Linked DNA regions of Cricetulus griseus: region 2 is linked to region 1. Evidence: chromatin contacts called from public Hi-C data. All regions are on one chromosome and are shown on one strand. The core of a region is the stretch at or near the end of the contact, and the rest is flanking DNA. Distances in the headings are between cores, read along the strand shown. Region 1 has its middle 91 kb from the start of Dusp22. Region 2 has its middle 21 kb from the start of Irf4.

What was found. Hi-C and Micro-C count contacts between places; a contact is called where the count stands out from the background.
Region 2: a contact with region 1 is called in a Hi-C map of fibroblasts, with 4 times the contacts expected there. The contact joins two enhancer-like sites. A contact is called at or near these places in 2 of 8 Hi-C or Micro-C datasets (fibroblasts and liver).

What each region holds. Positions count from the first base shown.
Region 1 is chr3:251,265,309-251,272,517 of CriGri-PICRH-1.0, forward strand. No RefSeq gene overlaps it. Among named protein-coding and RNA genes, the nearest start is that of Dusp22, 91 kb to the right of the region's middle. Within about 2 kb of position 4,048, at least 3 of the 6 cell types and tissues checked have open chromatin away from gene starts, as enhancers often do.
Region 2 is chr3:251,432,740-251,439,182 of CriGri-PICRH-1.0, forward strand. No RefSeq gene overlaps it. Among named protein-coding and RNA genes, the nearest start is that of Irf4, 21 kb to the right of the region's middle. Within about 2 kb of position 2,017, at least 2 of the 6 cell types and tissues checked have open chromatin away from gene starts, as enhancers often do.

The DNA.
Region 1 (7,209 bases), core at 2,798-5,297:
ACCATTAATGACTTGCAATACTGTGGTTTTGTCTGGTGAAACATCATATAGTTCTACTGCATCCTAAAATGAATTCAGCCAGGAATGGAATGCTTATCTTGGGAGTGGCAGGCTATGTCTTTCTAATGGAAATCCCATGGCTAATTAATTGGATGACTAGAACTCTCAAAGGCAGCAATGTCCTCTGAAGTACCTGCTACTGGAGGTTGGTTGCCAGGGCTTGACTTAATGCTATTCAACGCTGAACACAAGCCCTCCTAGGCTGAGATGTTTTTGTTCCTGTTTGGTGATGAAGCAATTAATTTGGTCCTGAGCTACTCAGTGAAACACTGGATGGCATATTCTGACATCACAGGCTTCGTAAAACAAAATAAAAGGCCCTGCTGACAGCAATGGCTTTCAGGAAGTGACTATGGTCCCTCCTTCTGGAAGGTTAGGTAGAGGGAATCTAATAACTCATCGAACTAGAAGATTCAGATAGACCCCAACCTTATTTGCAGATGCTAGTGACTTAAGCATCTTTCCACCATATTCCCCCATCTCTACATACTCTTTTACAATTAAGAGCAGTCTGAGATTGTGTATTTCTTATCCAACTGACTCACAAAAATGCCACTGACAAAGTGTCACTTGGGGCCAAGAGCTAGCTGGGTCTTTCATTCCTTGGGCCTTTTTTCCAGCCCTGGTGATTACCCCAGGTGACACTGACAATTTGGAACAGGGACTAATATGTGACTGAGAACCTCTTAATGGGGGGGGGGAGGGTCGTACACTCTTCCATCAGCTTCCCTTTTGAACTTCACCTCCCTGCCCCAAGAAACTCTGGTCTGCAGCTGGTCTCACCTTCATCTAAAGATTTGGGTAAAGAGTATGAGGAACCTGTGCCAGCTGTAGGCCTAGGTGGGGGTGGGGGAGACACCCTGTCTCACTCCTGTTCTTTCCCAGCAGGCCTACACCTGGAGGGTGTGCTGAGCAAACAGGTGCTGGGCAACCTCTGAGGAGGCCTGAGGCCTCCTTTTGGGCCATTACATAGCTATAGAGAAAATGATATTTCCAAGAACTGCAAGATAGGAGGAACTGGTCAAAGGTAACAGAGAAAGGTTAGCTAGAGCAACCCTCCATAGGGCCTCTTTGAAGTCTTTTCCCCCAGCTGGGTCTCTGAGGGTAGAAGACGCTGAAACTGAGACTTGGCCAATGGGCAAAGTGAACTGAGGAGAGGACCATTCAGAGAGAGCCCTGGAATATCCATTGCACGCTGCTGGACATCTGGCCAGGCTCAGGCTCTGCAGCGGCTTTGAGCTAATTTGAGTCAGACTATTGCCATCCCCATTTGCTGAGGAGGAATAGTTTTTCATGCATGTCTAATTGAGTAGGATATGAATTTAGGATACATGCTATCCCATTTGAGAAACTGACTGCCTCCTGAGTTTCATGACACATTTCTTTCTCTCACTCCTCCAAACTAATCTTCATTTATGTTCACTATGCCAGGGCACTGGGGGACAGTCCACATTGAGTGGACACCAATCCTTTTGGTATCTACACAGTAGACATCTGGAGGAGTAGAAGTCTAACTCGGTTGTGTTGGTGCTATGTGTGCCTGGGGGGGTCTCCACTCCTCTCCATGTGGCCCCTTTCAATGCCCTCTCATAGGTCTGGACACTTGAACTATTAGGCAAGCATATCTCTTCACAGCACATCTCTTTTTCTTCCCTCGACACTGCCTCTCTGTCCAGCCCTAAAGCTGGGTCTGGTTTCCTTGTGCCCTTTAACCAAGTATTCAGATGAGGGTACAGGGGGAAATCAGCTTTGGACCAGCCTTTGCTGGAACAAAGAGTTAAGTTAAGTTGCAAAGGGAAAGGTGGTGGTTGAAGAGTACTGGACTTTCCATCCCTGGTTAAGAGGCTCCATCCAGACACCTGCCCCTTTTCAGAACTGTTCAGAGAACATTATGGAAAAGAGGGTAGAAAGAAGACAAAGACAAAAGGATAGGGAGATAGTGCCGCAAAAAGCTGTCTTCCAGACATGACATAGCTATTGTATGCATGAGTTTGCTGCAATTGTAGCTATCTGTATAAGATCAGCACTAACTTGGACAGTTTAGCATTTTATCATGGATGGGGAATGACCATGAGGCACTACACCTCTATCAGGGACTCTTGGCAATTAACAGTTATTGGAGGAAAGATGCCATTTTTTTTAGTAGTGTATTCAGTGACAAGTTGCCCTTGCTCAAGTAAATTACCTCCTATCCATTCTTGAGAAAGAAACTCTAACACTCTAATTGAACTCAGTGGGCCAGAGAGAGAGAGAGAGAGAGAGAGAGAGAGAGAGAGAGAGAGAGAGAGAGAGAGAGAGAAGCAGAGGGAGGATTTGTGGGAAATCATTCCAGTATGGGGAGGTGATGAAGAGAATGGAGGTGAAATTGACTAAAATTCAAAGTATCCAAAACTATCCGACAAGTTTTAAAAAGAGCGTCCCTGTCACAAGGGCACAAAGGCAAGAGTTAAACTTTCCTTCCTTTTGGGATTCCATACATCTGTTACACTCTGAGGTCCCTGACCCAATGTTCACATTTGGACTAATCATCTGTTATTTGCGTAGTCTCTGAAACACACATTGATTTTAGACTCATCAGACATCTACTGAGATAACAGTACCACTGTGCACCACTGTGGGTAAGAATTTCAGGCTTCAGAGATGGAGAACCAGATGAAGAAGTTGGCTGACAAATCCCCACCAGTCCCAGTGGAGCCCTTCGTGAGCAAGCACAGGCCTGTAACTCACCATTAGGCCATGTCCCTTCTCTCAAATCTCCCAGTAAGGATTATGCACACAATAAAAAAAAAAAAGACTCTGGCTTTGCCTTTCCTGACCTTAATGTTTTCTTTCAAATGAGACCTATACAAAAGAAACAACATTGTCATTAGATGTTACCTACACAGAATGCAGGGATTCATGTGTCTTCAGTTCTAGACAAAGGCTCTTAAGACTCCAGAAGTCTTATACCTAGAAGAGAACACTGCTAGTAGGAGGCATAACTAGACACAAACATGTCAGGTGTATTCTCCTCTGTGAATCACTTAAGACCATGTTGTCACCCCTGTGTGTTGCCAACAGTAAAGACAAATAACAGCTGAGGTATATTGAAGACTGTGTTCCACTCACTCTTGCTCTTGCTGGATCCTTACACATGTTAACTTGTTTCACCATCATAGCAGCTCTGAATGTGGGTAATTTGATCATCTTCATTTTGTTTTTTTTTTCGAGGGGTTGTTAGTTTGTTGTTTTTCAAGACAAGTTTTCTCTGTGTAGCTTTGGAGCCTGTTCTGGCACTTGCTTTGTAGACCAGGCTGGACTTAAACTCAGTGATCTGCCTGCCTCTGCCTCCAAAGTACTGGGATTAAAGGCATGCACCACCAACGCCCACCAGGTCATCTTCAGTTTACAGCTGATTAAAGTATAGCATTATGAGAGAAATAAGCCGGCAATCACCCTGCTCTTGGTGGCAGTGTTGGAATAAAAGTGAGAGGTCCAACTCCAGGTCACAGCTTGTACCACTGGGATGTACTGTCTCAAAGAGGAAAATGAAGCGAGTGAGAGAAAGTCAACTTTTCTGTAGAAATTATCCAGCCAACCAGGGACAGAGCTGGGATCCATGCCTAGCTCACTTATGAACCTTGCTTGGACTCCAAGCCCAAACCTAGATCTAATAATCACAATGCACACAAAGATGCACCCCGGGATGTTCCTGTGTTCTGAAGAACTATGTAGCTCTGCCATCTTGGGTTTCTGGTGACTCTTGCCAATTTGCCCTGCCCACTGGCCACTGCTGAGGTCATCTGCTATTAGCCTACAGTTTCAAATGAACGACATAGATGAAGAGGGATGGTTCCTACAACACAAACGAATCCTCCACTGGTGTCCCTCAACCTGAAAACATGATAGAGACAGAGGGTCTGAAGCAAAGAGCAGGCTGCTGGGTTCTGGTCATGGCACCATACAACCCTTTCTATGTCCTCAAATTTTCCCTTCACTCTTGTCTACCCTGAGCCACTCCTGGGCTTTCCCAGTAAGTCATGCATCAAGTATTTTTTCCTCTCAGGGCCCTGTGCTTATGTGTGACTACGGATGCTTATGTTTTTATCACATATTCTAAAACATTAGTCATCGTATTAACAATTTCCTTTTCCCAGGAAACTTCATGATGCCTCAACTCTCTTAAATCACATCTATTACAAAAGCTAATACCTCCCACAGCTGTTCTTAGAGACACAAGACTGAACGGAAAGAAAGCCACCTTGCAAGTGTTAATCCTTTATTCCATAGGTTTCCTGGAGCCTGAATTTTCTAACATTTCATTTATTGCTAAGTCAACAAATATTTATTTGTTAAACATTTACTATATCTGCTGAAACAGCAATGAGCAAGGAGTTCACAGTCCAGTCCACATAGTAACACTCTATCATTGCCACACACAGAAGAAGATAGACCACACAGGGAGATCCACACACATAGAAGAGGATAGACCACACACATAGAAGAAGATAGAACACACAGGGAGATACACAGACACACACACACACACACACACACACACACACACACACACACACACAGAAGAGGATAGACCACACAGGGAGATCCACATACATAGTAGAAGATAGACCACACAGGGAGATCCACACACATAGAAGAGGATAGACCACATACATAGAAGAAGATAGACCACACGGGGAGATACACACACACACACACACACACACACACACACACACACACACACACACACACACACACACAGAAGAGGATAGACCACACAGGGAGATCCAAGAAGGCTTTCCCAATCAGAGAAAGGACCCGAGCTGAGAATTTCATAACAGGATATTTGATGGATCTTCCTTCCAGCTCTGGGCAGTGACAAAAACCGACCAGTCAAATTACTTGTATGAATCTCTATCATCTTCACTAAGCCAGTGGCAGAGTGTCCTCTGGAGGGAGCCAGAGGGCTGTGGGAGGGACACAAACTCTGTCATAACTTCTGTAATCAGTGTCTTGCTGGGGCTTCATTGTGACACATTTTCATCTGGATCAGAGTTGTGGCCAATCCCCAAATCATTGATCGTAACCGATCCCCCAAATACCAGTTTCCTTTCTTTCCAAGTGCCTTATTTCCCTTATGTGATGGAGAAACAGAACATGTATCTACTGATAGCTCTTGATTTTAGGCAATTTCTGCCCTTTAAAAACTGGTCAGTAGCCAGGCGTTGGTGGCGCACGCCTTTAATCCCAGCACTTGGGAGGCAGAGGCAGGCGGATCTCTGTGAGTCCGAGGCCAGACTGGTCTCGAGAGCGAGTGCCAGGATAGGCTCCAAAGCTACACAGAGAAACCCTGTCTTGAAAAACCAAAAAAGAAAAAAAAAAAAAAAACACAAACAAAAAAACAAGAAAAACAAAATAAAACTGGTCAGTAGCCCTTTTGGGCAAAGTACTGCCCACATTTGCGTTCTGGCTCTTGGTGGCTGGTGTTCTGAGGCTTGCTCCAAGTTCTTGGTACTTGGGAACTTAGTCCTTTTCCCCCCACCCTCCCTTGATGTGACTCAGAGAAAGGGAGTCTGAAATGGAGGAACTGTGTGACAAATGACACTGAAAATAAAGACACCAGAACTGCTCTCAGCTTCCATGTAGGGCTAGTTCCCAGGCTGATAGATGTGTGACTCTTCAGATGACTAAGAATGTGAATGTAGCACAGAAAATCCTTCAGGGTCCACAGTTTTGATGACCCAAATGTGAGATGTGATTAATTGTCATAGAGCTTGTAAAAGAGAAAAAGTGAAGTAGCCATCTTTTTCTTCAAGCTCAAGGGTTGGGTTTAAATACATCTTTCACAGAAAGATACAGCCTGTTCCTGTGGCGAGGGCTCTCATTACAAAGAGCTCACTAACTCGATTTTATAAGATTTTTTTACTCTTTATTTACTGGAGATAGTGTGCCATAGAGCATGCGAGAACGCTGGAGGACAGCTTGCGTGAATCAGTCCCGTCCCTTCTACCCTCCAAAGGTCAAATTGAGGTCACCAGACTTGACAACAAGGGCCTTTTACTCTCTGAGCCTTTTCTTGAGCTTTCACTAAGTCCTGTGAAGGTGGTAGGCAGTCCCTGTCTCCCAGGTGGCTTTGGGCTGCTGTGGAGAAGCAGAGTAACCTGTTTGCCTGGAACTCTCAGATGGTCCTCAGACACATAACGATGGTGTCTGCGTCTCATGGACTTGCTGTGGTCACATCTCCCTCCTAATTTTTACCTCTATCTCTGTGACTGGTCTTCCCCCGTCTCCCTCCCTCTCTTCCCTTCTCCCCCTCTCCCGCCCTCTTCCTCTCTTTCCCTCCCGTCTCTCATGTCTGTGTATACACATTTGTAGGTGCACCCATAAGCACCTGTAGCAATTAGAAGAGATTGTCATATGCTATGCTCTATCACTAGCTACTTTGTTTCCTTGAGACAGGGTCTCTCACTGAACATGGCACACCCTGGGCTATCAGCTGGCAAGCCCTAGCAATCCTCCAGTCTCCCCTACATCAACCTAGGGATGCCACTGTAGAGATACACATGAAGATACACGGGACTAGGATAAATACAGGTTAATTTTATTCGGGGAGAAATCACTTACATAAGAAACTGATGACCCACAAGTTCCAGCTCCAAGGATCCTCACCCAGCTGCTCTCCGTGACCCGAGCCGAACCAAGAGAGCAAGCCTGTCCCGGACCCCGGACCGAATCCCACACTCTCACGTACTCACCTGTGACCATCCCCGAACGGGTGTAGTCAGCAGCACAGGTGAAGCTGGTTGGATCTCTCACTACAATTCCCCTTTTAGTCTAAAGAAAAAGATTCAGACTTGATACAAAACTATATACAGCCGGGCGTTGGTGGCGCACGCCTTTAATCCCAGCACTCGGGAGGCAGAGGCAAGCCGATCTCTCTCTGTGAGTTCTAGGCCAGCTTGGTCTCCAGAGCGAGTACCAGGATAGGCTCCAAAGCTACACAGAGAAGCCCTGTCTTGAAAAACCAAAACCAAAAACAAAAAACAAAAAACAAAAAAAAACCTATATACAAAGATAGCAAATATCAAGTATGCTCTAGGAGAAGGAAAAGTAAGAACATAAACCCTTAAGACCTATTGTCAGTGAAGCAACAAGCAACATCTTTTT
Region 2 (6,443 bases), core at 767-3,266, 170 kb after region 1:
AATAGCTGTGCAGATGTATAAGACACCTCTGCTCACTCAGATGCAAGCTCGAGGGGGGGTGGGGGGGGAATGGGGGGACTGGTCCCGGAGCAGTACTTGGTAAGGCACAGATCCTTGGCACCTGCTTGCTGAGGAAGTGAAGGCTTAGGGCTGAAACCAGCTTTCCACAAAGCCCATGCTGACGTACTGTAGGTAAGAAGGCTTATATGGAGTCCCTGCCTTCCGGTCACTCCAGGCCTCCAATGGGGAGCTTCCTAAGGCCAGCAGACAAGCTCCCCTTACCTGGGCAGAAGCACCTTGCCTGTAAATTACCAGCAGAGTTAAGGGACATCTAGAAGCTAGTCCTCAAACACTCAGACGGATCACAGCTTAGGGACTGTCTGGGATCTAGTCCTCAGACATGCAGAAGGATCACAGCTAAAGGATTTTTCTTACAGTTTCTTGAGTACAGATTAGTGAAAAGGACAGGAGAGGTGGTGGGCAGTGACCATTGCATCAGATGTCCCAACAGCAGCTGCAGAAGGAGTAGCCACAGTGGTACAGGAAGAGAGTACCAGAAGGCAACCTCAGGGATGCCAGCGGCCACAGAAGTAATGGCAGGAGAGACTGGTATTAGACAGTGGCCATGGCAGCAGAAGCGTTGCTGACGGTGGTGGCAGAGGTGAGGATAGCAGCAGCTGAAGCAGTAGCAGTGGTGGTGATGAACAGTGACATCTATCAGCACCTTCTACATGGCCAAGATGCAAGAACACTAGCTGTGATCACCCTTACATCTTAACCAGCCGTTCCAAAGCCCACACAGCTCTTCCCTTGCCCCAGCTCTTGCAGCAGTACCCACCGAGCCCCACCTCCTCAACACTTGCCCACCAGCAGAGTCCTGCAGCCCTTTCGGTTCCTCAAAGGCAGCACCCTCTCCCCTTTTCCACCACACAAGCCTCCCTCCCTCCCCTGTGGGCCTTTCCCACATCAGTCCCTTTGGGTCAAGCTTGATGAGTCCCTGCCTCTCTGTCTGTAGAACCATCAGGGACAGTGTCGTCACTGAAGGTTAAGAACTAGCCAGCAGGAGCTCCCATTGACCAGAACCGGGCCAAGCAAAGATGATAGCATCACACTGGATCTGGGCTGGCAGCACACAAGTTCCTCAAGATCATGTTCCTATGGAGAAACAAATGGGCTGGGGTGTGGCTCAGTAGTAGAGCACTTGCCTAGCATTCACAAGGAAAAGTGCAAAGCCTGTTCGGGTGGGGCAGGGCTGTCATCTGTCTCACAGGCTGCTTCTTAATGGTGTCTCCACTTAATAAAGCAGTGTGTGGCAGAGTTGTATTAGCATCATGTCAAAGAGATGAGGAGCAAAGATGGAGGAAGCGGAGCTGACTGCACTGTGGACACCAGAGCAGGCTGCACCTTCAAAGCCTGATTTCCTACAAGCTTCCAAAGGCAACCCCCTGATTTTCCACAAGCTTCCAAAGGTAACCGGGAGTCTCTATGGGCTCCCAAGTTCTTGTGCTGCAGAGTGAGTTGGAACATCTGATGGTTCTATAAGATCCTGAAACCCATGGCTTTTCTTGTAAAATATAAATTATTCACACTTCACTGTGCCACACTTGAGGACGTTTTGTGACTCCAGCAGTACATCTCCTAGTGTCAGCAATGCAGTAACAGCAATCACAGAGGGGTGTTCAGACCAATCTGAGAAAAGCACACTCACCTATTTAGAGGGTTTTGCCAAACGATAAGACACCAGATAGCGTTCTCAGGTACTTAGCTCTGGAGTGAGCAGCACTAACGTGCCATAAGCCCATTGCCGAATTTATTGTCCTCAGCCTGCTGAGTGCTTCCCTCTCTGGCTCTCAGTTATTTGTGCATGTATTTGGTAAATACACGCTGACCAAATTCTTACACATCCAAGGCCACTGATGCCACTGCTGAGATGTCCCGTCTCCTGGCTGCCTGCACTGCGCTCGGCTGTGTGAGTGCCTTGCACTGTCTTGGATCCTGTTTCCTTAAGAACTATTTTTAGGAAAAGGAGGACAGAGGTTTGATTCCTGGTTCCAGGCTCCACAGGCTGGCAGAAACTGGAATTGCTGCGCAGTTGGTTCTTCCTCTGGCCCTTCTCCAGGACGTTTTGCTGAGTGATCAAGAGCCAGTAAAGGAGACGGGAGTGGTTGCTCTAAGTACTGTGGAGCTGCTGGGCTGTGTGGAAACTGCTCTAGGTGGTATGGAGTGGTTGCTCTAAGTACTGTGGAGGTGCTGGGCTGTGTGGAGACTGCTCTAGGTGGTATGGATTGTGGCTGGGTCTCAGCAGCCAGCTCCTTGTCCTGTGGTGGTCAGCATTTCCTACAGAACGTAATGGCAGAAATCAATGATGACGTTGAAAAAGCTCCAGTACAGGATGGGTTTCAGGGAGGAGTGGTTGATGCCAGGCCTTGAAAAGGAGAGAATATGTGATGAGCCTGAGACATTTTTGCAGTCAGGGAAAAAGGAAGTGCTTGAAAAAAAAAAAGAAGAAGAAGAAAGGACACGTCAAAAGGCTGCAGAGCCAATCAGGGCCAAACGGGTGTAATTTGAACAAGTTATTAGAGCACTATAGTCCAACCCACAGTGTAAAAATACCCCTGAGTCCAAAGTGACATGCAATTGGATGAATAAGTAAGTAGAAAGATGAAGCATTCCTGCCCGTGGAAGAATTCAGGTGAGCAGATGTGGAAGTACAAACTAGAAAAGTACAAAATCACCATTGCATGTGACAGTAATGACTCTAGGCAGACCACCCACAGTCACTGAATCACTAGGCACAGCACGAGGGAGAGACTGTATTTGCATAGTCTGGACTTATCTCTCCCAAGAGAGAGACCAATTAGAAAGAAAAACCAAATCACTAATCAGTGGGGAAACCCTTCAGTTATAACCCTGAAGGACTATCCTGGGCAACAGTGACACTAATAAACCCTGTTACCGTCCGTTGCTGTCATGCACTGAGGACATAGCATCGCATCTGTGGGATTTTTGTCAAAAGTGCACTGACCTCAACGGAACCAGAACAAACATCAGGCAATGGAGAGACATTCTGCAAAATCGCTGACTAGTGGTATCAAAAGCGTCTCAGCACAAACGACAAGGGAGCACCCAAAACCGCCAGAGGGACCAGCCGTTAAAAAAATATTTAAAGCTCTGCTCTCCTCCAAACCAAAATGAGGGCCAAGCACAGTGGTACTCAGGAAGCTAAGTCAGAAAGATCACTGTGAGTTCAACGAGGCCAGCCTGGGCTACATATCAAAACCTTCACACACACACACACACACACACTTAAAAATCACCAAAATAATAGAAGTTGGGATTTTCTGAAGCCCTGGCAGAAGCTAAGGATCACCTCTCCCTCTGGGTTGGTGTCCAGGGTAAAGCTGAAAAAGAGAAGGCACCCGAGTGTAGCCACTGTACAATAATGAAACCAAAATAACACCTTAAAATTAGCCTTGTTATCCACACAGCTACAGCCACTTGATCTTCAAAAAAGTGCCAAGAGCATATATTGGAGAAAGACAGCCTCTTCAAAATTACTGTGCTAAAGAAAAGAATGAGCCGCATGTATAAGAATGAAACTAGCTCTGCTGTCACTCTGTACCAATAATAATAATATAACAATGATAAAAATAAACAATTCAAATTGGATCAAAGATCTTAATGTAGCCCTGAAAAACTGTTAGAGAGAAACACTCTAGACAGAGGCACAGGCAAGGGTTTTGTTTTGTTTTGTTTTTTCTTTTCTTTTCAAAAAGGACTCTGGTTGCATAGAAAATAAGCCCAAGGATTGACAAATGGGCTTGAATTAAGAGCTCCTCCACAGCAAAGGAAACAGAGTGAAGAGGTGGCCACAGAGCAATGGGGACATCTCTTGTCAACTAAGCATCTAGCACAGATTAATATCTAGAATCTATAAGGAACTCAAAACAACAAACACCAGAAGGAGAAAAAAATCAAAAAACAAACAAATTATCCATTTGATGAGTCATCAACGAATGGAAGGCTGGTTCCCAAAGAAGGGCAAGACTGTGAAGTGCATCTTCAATTATCTACAGCATTAGCCGTCTTGTCAATGCAACCCAAAACTTCCCTGGGAGTCTTATCTCACCTCACTGAATAGCTGTCATCAAGAGAACTCCCCCAAATAGCACTGAGGCTGAGCAGAGAGAAACCTTTATACATTGCTGGTAGACATGTAAACTGGAACTGGCACTATAGAAATGAGTATGCAGTTCTGAAAAAGAAAATGTAACCATTATATAATCTAGCTTTTCTACCCCTGGGTTTGCAGCCGAAGGATTCTAAATCGACATACCACAAAAATACTTCACATTCATGTTTTTCTGCTGCATTTTTCACAACAGCCATAGTAGGGAACCAGCCTCGAAGCTTATCAACAACACACAATGGGGGTTTCATTCAACCATTAAAAAAAAAACAAAAAACTAAACATATTATTTGCAGGAAAATGAATGAAACTAGAGATCATCTCTTAAGCAAAATAAAAGACTCAGAAAAACAAATATTGCATATTTCCTCTTATATGCAGGATGTATATTACACAGAGAGAGGGGGGGAAGGAAGGCAACCAGCGGGGTGAGGTGTGGGGAGCAAAAGAGATAATGACAAGCGAACGATGTGAGGGGAGAATGTTGACATACATGCATGGAGAGGTTATAACGAAAGCCATGATTTTGTATGCTACTCAACAACAAAATAAAGCAGATTTAAAAAAAAAACTGGCCTTATTTTTTAAAACAGTCCACAGTTTTCTCCTTTGTCTTTTTTGGCTAGTATCTGTGCCTGATACTATTTCAAGTCTGCTAAGAAAAAAAAATAAGAAATAAAGAGTGTGATCCTTGCTCTTGGAAGTTCCTAGGGAGAAATAAGATATAGCAAGAGAAATATGCAGTCGAGGATTTAAAAGAATGCCTGGGGCTGCAGTGATTGCTCCATGGTCAAAGAGTATGAGCTGCTTTTACAGAAAACCTGGAGTTAGGTCCCAGAATCCACTTGACAACCACCTGACAGCTTACAGCCACCTATAGCTACAGTTCCAGAAGATCTGACACCCTCTGCTGGCCTCTGTAGGCAACCAGGCATGCACATGGTTCACATAGTTCCTGTAAGCAAACACTCCCATGCTTAAAATACAAATAGAGTAATAAAAAGAATACCCAAGGAGGAAAAGAACCCCTGGATCACTGATGCTGAGAAGTTAAGTTAGTACACCCACTATGGGAAATAAGGTGAAATTTCTCAAAACAAAATAAAATATGTGAGTCAACAATCCTGTTACTTAATATATATCCAAAATTTAAATGAGCATGGGAAAGAGATGGCTGCACTCCTGTGTTTGTTTTTAGCACTCAAGATATCTAATCAAACAATATGTCCACCAACACAGGACTGGATGAAGAAAACAGCGAATACACATGATAAAACAATATATAACCTTCAAAGGGAACGGAATCTGGACACTTGTGATGACATGGATGAATCAGGGGGACATCATGTTAAAATAAACACCCAGGGATAGAAAGATACATTTCACATTCTTAGAAGCAGATGGTGGATATAAAGATTCAGGAAACATAGGCTAACAGATAAAAAATTTTAGTTATACAGAGAAAAGGGATTTCTGTGTCCTATTGCACAGCATAATAAATATGGTTAATAATATGCAAAGCAAATATTATAAGGTGGGCTCATAGGAGAATAAAGTCCTGCTGTTTATAACAGCATGGATAAATGTGGGAGCTGTCATGTGGTGAAATAGACGAGGCACAGGGTAACACAGAAGAATCTCATTATGTGCATAAACTAAAGACATCCAACTTGGAAGCAAAGGGTAGACGAGCGGTTAACAGAGGTTGGGGACCTGCGTGGGGAGGGCCAGGGTTGGGGGTATTAGTTAAAGGACACACACAGCACACACATAGTGAGAGATCTTACTAAGTACCTGTGGCACTGACCCCACCCATTTGGGCGTGGTCACAGGTACATCTGTGAGCTGTGGCATTTTGGTCTGGGGTCAGGGACAGGCTTGCTCTCTATTGGTTCCAGTCAGGTCACAGAGGCAGTTGAGCTTGGATCCTCCCAGTATTCTCATGTGATTTCCCCCCAATAAAATGAACCTACATCATCCAATCCCGTGTATTGTAGCTTAATTTGTACTACCACAGACATAAAATGTCAGGAAGAAAAGAAAACTCATGGGACCTACATGGTGACCAGAGTTACAGACAATGGATTATATACTTGAGAATTGTTGAAGAGTAGATACATGTTCTTGCTAAATAAGTAAGTGAGGAAATGCAGATCAGCCAGTTTACTCTAGCCATTCCTCAGTAGGTGCACGCACCAGAGCATATTATTATGCACCCAAAATGCTGTGGTTCGGAATGTCCCCCAAAGCCTAC